Regions from separate parts of the Mus musculus genome. Here region 1 is linked to region 2. Evidence: chromatin contacts called from public ChIA-PET data. All regions are on one chromosome and are shown on one strand. Each heading gives the region's core, a stretch centred on a gene start, on an enhancer-like site or on the middle of the called end of the contact. The rest is flanking DNA. Distances are from core to core; before and after follow the strand shown. Region 1 overlaps Card11 (caspase recruitment domain family, member 11). Region 2 overlaps Card11 (caspase recruitment domain family, member 11).

Region 1 (4,457 bases), core at 1,727-4,226, 75 kb before region 2:
GCTAGCCTCAAACTCATGATTCCCCTGCCTCAGTCTCCCAAGTGTTTGCTCTCCTTCTAGCTTGTTATTTTATTTTTTGGTGTATGTGTGTTAGAGTATGTATGTGTATGTCTGCATGTCTGCATGTGTGTGTGTGTGTGTGTGTGTGTGTGTGTGTGTGTGTATATATATATATATATATATATATATATATATATATATATATATGCATGTATGTGTGCACAGAAGTCAGAGGATGTCATGTGATAGAGGATACCTGCTCTATCACTGTCCACCTTGCTCTGATGAACAGGGTCATGTCACTGAACCTGGAGCTGAGCTAGCAACCAGCAATCCCCAGCAATCCTCCTGTTTCCACTCCTCACTACTCCTGGGGTCACAAGCACAAACAACCATGCCTGGGTTTGTGTGAGTTCTGAGAATCCAGGCTGAGGTCCTAAAATGCTCTTCTGCACTCTGTCAGATCCCCAGCTCCCACTTCCATCTGGTGATGGCTCCTGATCGGTCTCTGCCCCTGTCTTCATTTCCCTTCTCTGGATCTGTGTCATTTCCTATTCTAACAGTCACTGGTTGTAGGTCCAGTGTGACTTCATCATAATAATGTCTGCAAAGCACTCATTGCCAAATGAGGTTATATTCTATGTGGGCATTAATTTAGGAAAAGACACCATCCAATGTCTGTTACTTTTCTCTTCACTATCACCAAACTACCTGCAAAGGAGAAACATAGTAGGGAAGGTTTATTTAGGCTTACAGTTTGATGGGATACAGTGCATCATGGCAAGGAAGACAGGGTGAAGAAGACACGGTAGCAGGGATGAAGGGGCTGATCTTTGCAGACAGTCAGAAATGAAGAGGGAATGGGGTGAGGCTTTAAAATCTCAAAGCCCAGCCTCAGTGGCTCACTTTCTCCAGCAAAGCTTTACTTCCTAAAGGCTCCACAATAGCGCCACCACCTGGGGATAAAGTACAAAAACATACAGTCCTGTGGGGGACATTTCACATTCAACTCACAACCCCCAAATGAGAGGTCTGTATGGAGGGAAAGGTTGAGAGCAAGTGGGAAGTGAGGCCCTACAGGATCAAGATCCCCGTGTTACCACCCATTCAGGGAAGGCCTGAGTTTCCAGAACCTGACACTCCAAGCAACAAAGATGCTCTAAAGTTAGCCAACATCCATTCTGTGATTGACATGCCCACTGGAAATGACACCGGTTTACTTGAAGACTCACGTAAGAGTTTTCCAGTCCAACAGTAACCCCAAATGCCCACTGGCAGGAGAACCAATGAGTAACCTGAGCAAGCCACTGCTTGGTAACAGAGAGGAGCAACCTACGATGCCTACCCAGTGAGTGCTAGGATGTGGTAGGGATCATACTGGGGCTCTGTGTTCACTAACAGCAAAGTCAAGAGACAAGAACAGACTACCTCATGTACCTGCAGACAGATGCTTTTTTTCTGGAATGCCAGGCCCCCGTTACCTCCCAGGTGGAGCTCTTGATCTCCTGGGTGAGGATCTGGCATGGCAGCAGGAGCCAGTTGCACAGGGGGGTGCCATCAAGGATGCTGGGGAAGAGAGGCTCCTGGGCACCCCTTCTGCCACCCATGGCTCCTGCACCCTGGCTCTCTGCGCTCTGCACCCCAGGTCTCTGTGCGCTGGTCTGAGCCTTGTTCTTACCCAGGAGCTCAAATCACCCACAGACTCCACGTAGGCAATCTTAAGCAGCTGGTGTTTGGGGGTTTACTGTGTTTTTCTTCCTTTTTATTACTTTTTAAAACCATGTGTGCAATGTGTATGTAGCACATGTGTGTGTGTGCATGTTAATTTCTACATGCACACTGGTATGTAAGCAAGTGTGTGCGGTGTGTGGGTGTCAAGAGCTGAGGCTAATGTCAAGCATCTCCATAGATCATTCCTACTCTGTGTTCTTTTTTCTTTTGGTGTGTGTGTGTGGCTGTGTGGCTGTGATGTGTGTGTATGATGTATATCTGTGTGTGTTGATATTCGATGCAATGTGTGTGTATGTCTATGTTTCTGTGATGTGTGTTATGATATGTGTTTCTGTGCTGTGTATATAATGTGTATGTGATATGTAATGGGATGTGTGTGTCTGTGATGTGTGTGTATGATGTGTGTGTGTGTTATGTGTGTGTCTGATATGTGTGTGTATGATGTGTGAGTATGATGTGTGTGTCTTGATGTGTGTGTATGATGTGTGTGTATGATATGTGTGTATGATGTGTGTGTGATGTATATGTCTGTATGTCTGTAATTGTATGTGTATGATGTATCTGTCTGTAATGTGTGTGTATGATGTGTGATCTGTGTCTGTGAAGTGTCTATGATGTGTGTATGATGTGTGTATGATGTGTGTGTCTGTGATGTGTGTTATGATGTGTGTGTGTGTGTGTGTGTGTGTGTGTGTGTGTGTGTGTGTGTGTGTGTATCTGTTGCATAATGTATGTGGACTTGTGTCACAGTCCTCCTGTGGAGGTCCGAGGACCACTCGGTGTTCTCTCCTTCCATGTGTGTTGGTGCTAGTGATCAAACTCAGGTCCTCTGGCTTGTGTGCCCAGCATCTTTACTTGCTAAGCCCTCTCCCCAGCCCTCTGCTGACCTTGGAGGTCACTGGTTAGCTGGGCTGTCTAGCCAGTGAAGTATGAGGATGTGTCCCGCCCCCAGCCCCACCCTCAGCTCCAGCACTAGGATTATAAGCGCCTGCCTGCCAAGTGCCTGGCTTAGTTTTGTCTCTTTCTGTTGTGGGGACAGATTCTCATACTATAGCCCAGGCTAGCCTCACGCTTGCCATCCTCATGCCTTAGCTTCTTAGCAGCTAGGATGACAATGTGTACCACCACATCCGTCTTCAGGTTCTGCTCAGAATAAAGCAAAAGGAGAAGTGTGCAGCCCACCACCGCCTCCCTCTGCACCTGCTAAAAATAGTTGTAGCCTCCTCAGAGTGCGGCACCCATGTGGGCTTCCGGGGGAGGCTGTGGCAGCCTGCCAGCGTCAGCACTTTCCGGGTGCCTTGCTCCCCACAGCAGAGGACAGGGAATTTGAGAGACTCCTGGACAGATGCCCCTGCCAAGCCCAGGATACGGCTGGTGTAGAAGCCCATGAGTACACCTCCCACAATCCCTCTGTGGCCTGCATAAGCAGAGCTGCCGAAGCTGTCTGTGTCCCGGGCCTGCTGGTGTGAATACTCTCCACACCTGGTCCTTCTGCTCTTGTCTGTGTGGGTGTGCTCGGGGCCTTCAAACATGTCCCTTCACGCTTTTTACCTTGGTGCTTGGGATGAAGCCTAGGGTCTTTTATGTGTCCAGGCAAGCTGTCTACCACTGAGCTACACACATCCCTAGCCCTAAGGCTTTTATGATAGGGACTCTGTGTGGCCCAAGATGACCAGAAATCCTCCTGCCTCTTCCTGCCCCAGTATTGGGATGACAGGCATCCCTTACTTTGTCATCTCCTAAACTGGATGTGTATTCTGGGCTGCAAGGGACCCTACATCACACTAGGCTGGGCTTGTGCAGAGCCCAGAACTGGCCCATGGAAGGCTCTCCACGAACCCCGAGGTTCCATGGGAGCAATATGTACCTGTTTCTTCTGTTGTCACACGTGGGTTCCTTGTTTCTTCTAACTGAGCACACTGTCACAGTTGAGGAGTGGGGTTAGTGCTTGAAGTGTGTTTTCTGGAAAGCTGGAGATGTTCGCAGCCTTCTCTGGGGGGAGCTAGATGAAGTATGTCATGTCTGCTTTCAGCCTGTGGCCCCGCAGAAAGGCGACCCTCTCTGCTGGGGAAGGATTCTTTCCCGCCACCCCCAGTGCTGTCAGCTGGTTCCCATGGGGTTGCTTATGCGTGTGCACATGAGGAGAGGAGTGGGGTGCTGTCCAGCAAAATGCCCCAGGCTACCCTGGGAAACCTGCACTTGAGAGTCATATCAGGCATGTGCAGGGTGAGCCACTTCTCCCAGAAGCCTTGAACAAACCTGGGGACCCCAAAGATGGCCTCCCCTTAGAAGCCACTGAAGGTCACCAGAATGTTTGACTCTAGACTGGAAGTCTATGAGATGTCTTGGGAAATGCACCTTGAAAAGGCTTGGAAGGGGCAGAGGAGGTGACTGAGAAGGCAAAGCATTTGTCTTTTAAGGATGAGGACCCAACCTCGATCCCAAGATTCGCTTTGAAAAGGAACGTCAGACAAGATGAGAGGCTGAGGCAGGAGGATCCCTGGGACTTAATGACCAAGTAGCATGCTTCCTTGGTGAAATCCAGAACAATAAGAGACCCTGTCTCAAAGGAAGACACCTGCAGTATGTCAGTGACACTGAGGTTATCCTTCAACTTTCACACACAACACACACACACACACATAAACACACAAATACACACATACATACATACATACATACATACATACATACACACATACACACAAACACACATACACACACAA
Region 2 (4,578 bases), core at 582-3,081:
GAGCAAGTAGTACTCAGGTGTGGGGCTACGACCTCACCGAGGCCAACTTTTGAAGTTCCCTAGCACAGCCTGGCACCCACAAGGACAGCTGGGTGGGCACCACTGCTGATGGTGGCTGTTATACTTGCAGAACAAACACTGCCTGCTGGAGGCTGGGATCGGCTGTGTGCGCGACCTGATCAAGTGCAAGGTGTACCCCATAGTGCTGCTCATCCGGGTGAGCGAGAAGAACATCAAACGGTTCAGGTAAGGACACCCAGTCCTCACACCTGCCACACACACACCACCCTTACTCAGCCCTTCCAAAAACTCTGGATGCTGGGACGTGTGACACTAACCCTGAGTGCAGCCGGGCAAATGCCAGTACACATATGTAAGACACATGGGGTGAATGTGGCTGGTGAGAGATGGTCTGTCAACTTCCTGTCACTGAGATACTTGGGTCGAGCCCAAGAATGTAAGAAGCCCAAATTCAAAGAGGGAAGTGGCCAGATGTGGTGGCACGAGCCTATATTCCAGACACTCAGGAGGACCACAAGTTTGAGGTTAGCCTGGTGGAATAGTATCCAACCCTGAAAAGGGAGAGTATTCTAACACCTGCCAGGATAGGGGTGGCTCTCAAGGATAGGATGCTGTAAAAAATCAACCAGGAAGACAGGCAACATAGGGTTCCACTTACGGGAAATCCCTTAAGTATCAGACTCATAGAGACAGGAAGCAGTGATAGGAGCCAAGATGAAACACAGGGGGAGAGAGTGGAGTTTGTGTTTAATGGGGACAGAGTTTCCATTTGGGACGATGTCCTGATTCTGGAATGAAAGGTTCTCACCATGTAGCCCAGGCTAGCTTTGAATTCACATATTAGTGAGTACACTCACGGCTATAATCCCAGCACTAGGGAGGTGAAGGCAGCAGGTCCCCGTCATGTGTGGTCCTTGACCCCCACAGGCAACTGTACAACCCAGGCTTCTAGCTCACACTGTGAGCATCGAGCCCTGCAGCCTCCCCATGTCTTCCCCTGCCTGCTGTCTCTCCCTGCCCACCTCTCCACCCCCAGGAAGCTGCTGCCGCGGCCAGAGACGGAAGAGGAATTCCTGCGAGTGTGCAGGCTCAAAGAGAAGGAGCTGGAGGCGCTGCCCTGCCTCTACGCCACCGTGGAAGCTGAGATGTGGAGCAGCGTGGAGGAGCTGCTGCGAGTCCTCAAAGACAAGATTGTAGAGGAGCAGCGCAAGACCATCTGGGTGGACGAGGACCAGCTGTGAGCTTGTCTGGGTCTGACCTACACACAGACACACCGGGGTCCTGAGCCCCTAGCAACAAAGTTACCAGACACCAGACGCCTGGTGGAAGGTCAGGCTCTGCTGGCGTGAACAGAGATGAGCAACCCCAGAGCCTGGGGCCCAAGGCCAGCAACCAGAGCAGCAGTTGAATGTAAACTCACGGGACAGGGACGGGTAAACTGCCTGCAGGCCTCCAGCAGCCACAGTGGCTGCCAGCCCAAGAAGAAGCACGAAACATGCGTCCCAGGCTGGGGAGACAGGACTCCTCCTATGCCGTTCTTTTTCTTGCATTAAAATTCCTCCAGTTCTCCTTTGCAGAGGTTCTTATCCCACAGTCTCACTAGCAGGTGTTTCCATCAAGCACAGTCAAGGTGGGAATGGGCTAAGCTTTCCCACGCAAACGTATGCTCTGAAGGGAGGTGAAATGAGACCCTTTCGACCCTTACCAGATGCTAACTGTAGAGTTTCTCCGCTGGAGGTGGGGCCTCGGGAGCCACGCCTACCCCTGCAAGCCCTGTAAAGAGTGTTTACTGGTTTGATCCTGTACAGAAAACCACAGCCTCTGGGCTGGTGAGCGCAACGCCCTGCCTGTACGGAGGACAGCATTTCACCGCTCTCCCTGCTATCCTCAGACTTTTGCAATCTCTCCACACACACTCTTGGTGGGGGGGGGAGGGGGTTGAGACAGATGCTCCATCTACAGCTGAGCCCTCTTGGCCACTTACCCTGAGCACTCTGACCAGCTACCAGCCTCTGCAGAGAACTCTGCCCCAAGGCACAGTGGGGCCTCTCCGACCCGGGTTGAAAACGTAAGGCTTCTGTGGCTACATTATGACAAATATCACAGGTTGAATCTTCATGGCTTTGTCACCTTATCAAGGCACCAATTGTCCCATCTTTGTTCTCATTAAAACAACACACACACAACAAAAAAACAAAAACAGAAAACAGCATAGTGCAGCCTGTAGCAGTTTCGTCATTTTAAAAAGATACCAAAAGTGCAACATAGGAAGCTGAGAGTGGGTAGCCGGGGGACCCGGAGGCCACTGCTTCTCTCCTTTCTGCCTCATGGCCCATCCCTAGTCTGCCAAGGACCCAGGCACCTTTCAAATCAACACTCCTAGCAGCCAACAAGCATGGCATCTCCCCCCCACCCCCCAACAGACCATAGAAACAAGTTAACTGCTCTGGGGCTGCCAAGGTCCAGCTGCAGCCATTTAAGTCGCGATAAAGCGCCTGGTGAGGAGCGGAGGGGCTGCAGGGCCAACGCTCCACCTCTATAATGCCTGAAGTGATGGTAAATTTCCTTCAAGCAGAGGCCGTCTCACTTCCACTTAGAAGTCTCGCCAAGGGGACAGACGTGACCAGAAAGGAGCCTCGGATAGAAAGTCTACTGATTTATTTCTATTTATTTATTTAAGTTCGGAAGCCTCGGGCTGGCTGGCCTGAAAAGCCAAACGGACTTGCATAGAGTTTGGGGGGAGGGATGCAGCGTGAAGATCTGGGAAGGAATGAGTGTCTAAGATGCTCCCCCCAGGGATGGCCAAGCTCTAGTCTGCAAGACTGAGAGGCAGGCCCAGAGCCGCAAGGGTGGACGGCAGAGAAAGATGGAAGGAGGTTCCCCCTAACACCCCACTCTCTCTACACTGATCTTAAGTCAACACAGCCTCAAGTTCTCAGGCTCCTGGACCTCGTCCTCCCCAGAGGACTACCACAGGCTTGCCAGCCCTCCCCAACAGAGGGCTCTCACCCAGGGCCTCTCTGGAAGGAACGCTCCCATGTGGGCAGAACCCAAAGCTGCACAGGAAAGGGCGTGTGGGGAGGCAGGAGAAAAAAGGGGTGTTTTCTGTGTTGTTTGGACATGAAAGTCATGAGTGAGGATGGAGGTGCTGGTGCCCCGCCTCAACCCCGGGGCTGCTTTGAAGCCACTGGGTGCCTAGTTCAAAATCATATTGAAAGTTTCCACGCTAGCTGGGTGGCTGGAAGTGACCCTCCCCCACCCCCACCCCTGTGGGAATTTGTTTTTGTAACAATGTGTCAAGTTCAGGTTCCATTCTGAGCTTCTCCCCTGCCTGTCTGATGGGCGGTGATGGGAGGAGGGAGAGGTGGGGGTGGGGGTGGGCAGACTGGAAAAATTGCATTCACCTATAGGTTTACATCTGAAGGAGGAGGAAGGAGAGGAGGGAGAGGAGGAGGGAAGATAAGAGAAAGGAGAAATGACAAAACGGAGTGGCAGAATACATGCTGCCTAGTGAGCCCCAAGGATCCCTGGGATGGAGAGCCCAAGATACCATCCCTGGTTTGTTGATGTGGATTCTGGGGATTGAACTCAGGTCCCCAAGCTTGTCATGCAAGTACTTTACCAAGTGAGCCACCTACCAACCCAATTTTGAGTAATGAATCTCTGGGAATCGGAGCCATGAAAGCCAGTCAAAATGTGTGTGTGTGTGTGTGTGTGTGTGTGTGTGTGTGTGTGTGTGTGTGTGAGTGATGGCGCGTGCTTGGAGACAAGAGGACGGATTGCAAAAGTCTCTCTTCTCTCTTTCCACCATGTAGTTCTCAGGGACCAAAATCATGTCTGTCAGGCTTGATGGCCAGCGACTTTGTCTGCTAGATCATCTCACTGAGACTTTATTCTCAGGGCCTCACTGCTGACCCTGCCTGTGGCTCCACTATTCGCACTGCAGGGGAGACTCCTCCTGAATCTCTACCCGTCCTCCCTGCAAACACAGGAGCATGTATCAAGTGGCCAAATTCTACAAGGCCAGGGTGCAGGGTCAGTGCACCCAAGATCAGACCAACATGCCTAACCCACTCAGAGAAAAAGGCCAACGTCTGGTGTTTGCAAACCTTCCAAGCAACACTCTAGGACCTGTTGCTGGCAACCTGAGACTTGCAGCTAGACTAAAACTAAAGAGTCAGGGCCAGGATCCTTTCTGCTATCTTACAAAGGGACCCTGGCCCTGGGCATGTTTGGCAACCTACACAGTTAGTGCTACAGATCCCACAACCAAAACTGGAGCCCAGGGGGTTGGGGGTGTGGCTCAGTTGATATGGTTGCTTGTCTGAAATCCCAGCACTCAGGGGGTGGAGGTGGGAGGATCAGATGTTTAAAGGCACGTCCTGGACTTTATGAGACCCTCTCTAATAAGTGAGTTAAGTAAAAATCGTAAACAGACCTTGAAGAACTGGGTGTGTGGCTCAGTGGATAGAATGTTTGCTTTACATACATGAGTCACTAAGTTTGATCTCCAACACCACACACACACATCTGGAGCCTTGGATACGTAGCCCAGAA

The links. ChIA-PET counts read pairs in DNA pulled down with a chosen protein or histone mark.
Region 1: a contact with region 2 is called in an RNA polymerase II ChIA-PET map of memory CD8 T cells, with 436 read pairs. The contact joins two enhancer-like sites. A contact is called at or near these places in 3 of 39 promoter capture datasets (the C10 cell line, hippocampal neurons and liver), 1 of 15 datasets of contacts at CTCF or cohesin (pro-B cells), 31 of 484 Hi-C or Micro-C datasets (B cells, CD4 T cells, CD8 T cells and 16 more), 7 of 115 datasets of contacts at active chromatin or transcription factors (CD8 T cells, effector CD8 T cells, embryonic stem cells and 3 more) and 2 of 9 other capture datasets (adipose tissue and pancreatic islet).

The regions. Positions count from the first base shown.
Region 1 is chr5:140,946,745-140,951,201 of GRCm38.p6, reverse strand. The region is part of intron 1 of Card11 (caspase recruitment domain family, member 11); the gene reads left to right. Among named protein-coding and RNA genes, the nearest start is that of Card11, 52 kb to the left of the region's middle. Within about 2 kb of position 2,976, at least 90 of the 459 cell types and tissues checked have an H3K27ac peak or open chromatin away from gene starts, as enhancers often do. A contact at or near this core is called in CD8 T cells, Th17 cells, bone marrow-derived macrophages and 5 more, where this site is marked.
Region 2 is chr5:140,870,009-140,874,586 of GRCm38.p6, reverse strand. It overlaps Card11 (caspase recruitment domain family, member 11), which reads left to right. Exons shown (of 25, transcript NM_175362.2): 24 at 131-246; 25 at 1,058-1,588. The coding sequence ends at 1,262. The region is part of intron 3 of Gm30804 (a long non-coding RNA gene); the gene reads right to left. Among named protein-coding and RNA genes, the nearest start is that of Gm52831, 19 kb to the right of the region's middle. Within about 2 kb of position 1,831, at least 97 of the 459 cell types and tissues checked have an H3K27ac peak or open chromatin away from gene starts, as enhancers often do. A contact at or near this core is called in CD8 T cells, Th17 cells, bone marrow-derived macrophages and 5 more, where this site is marked.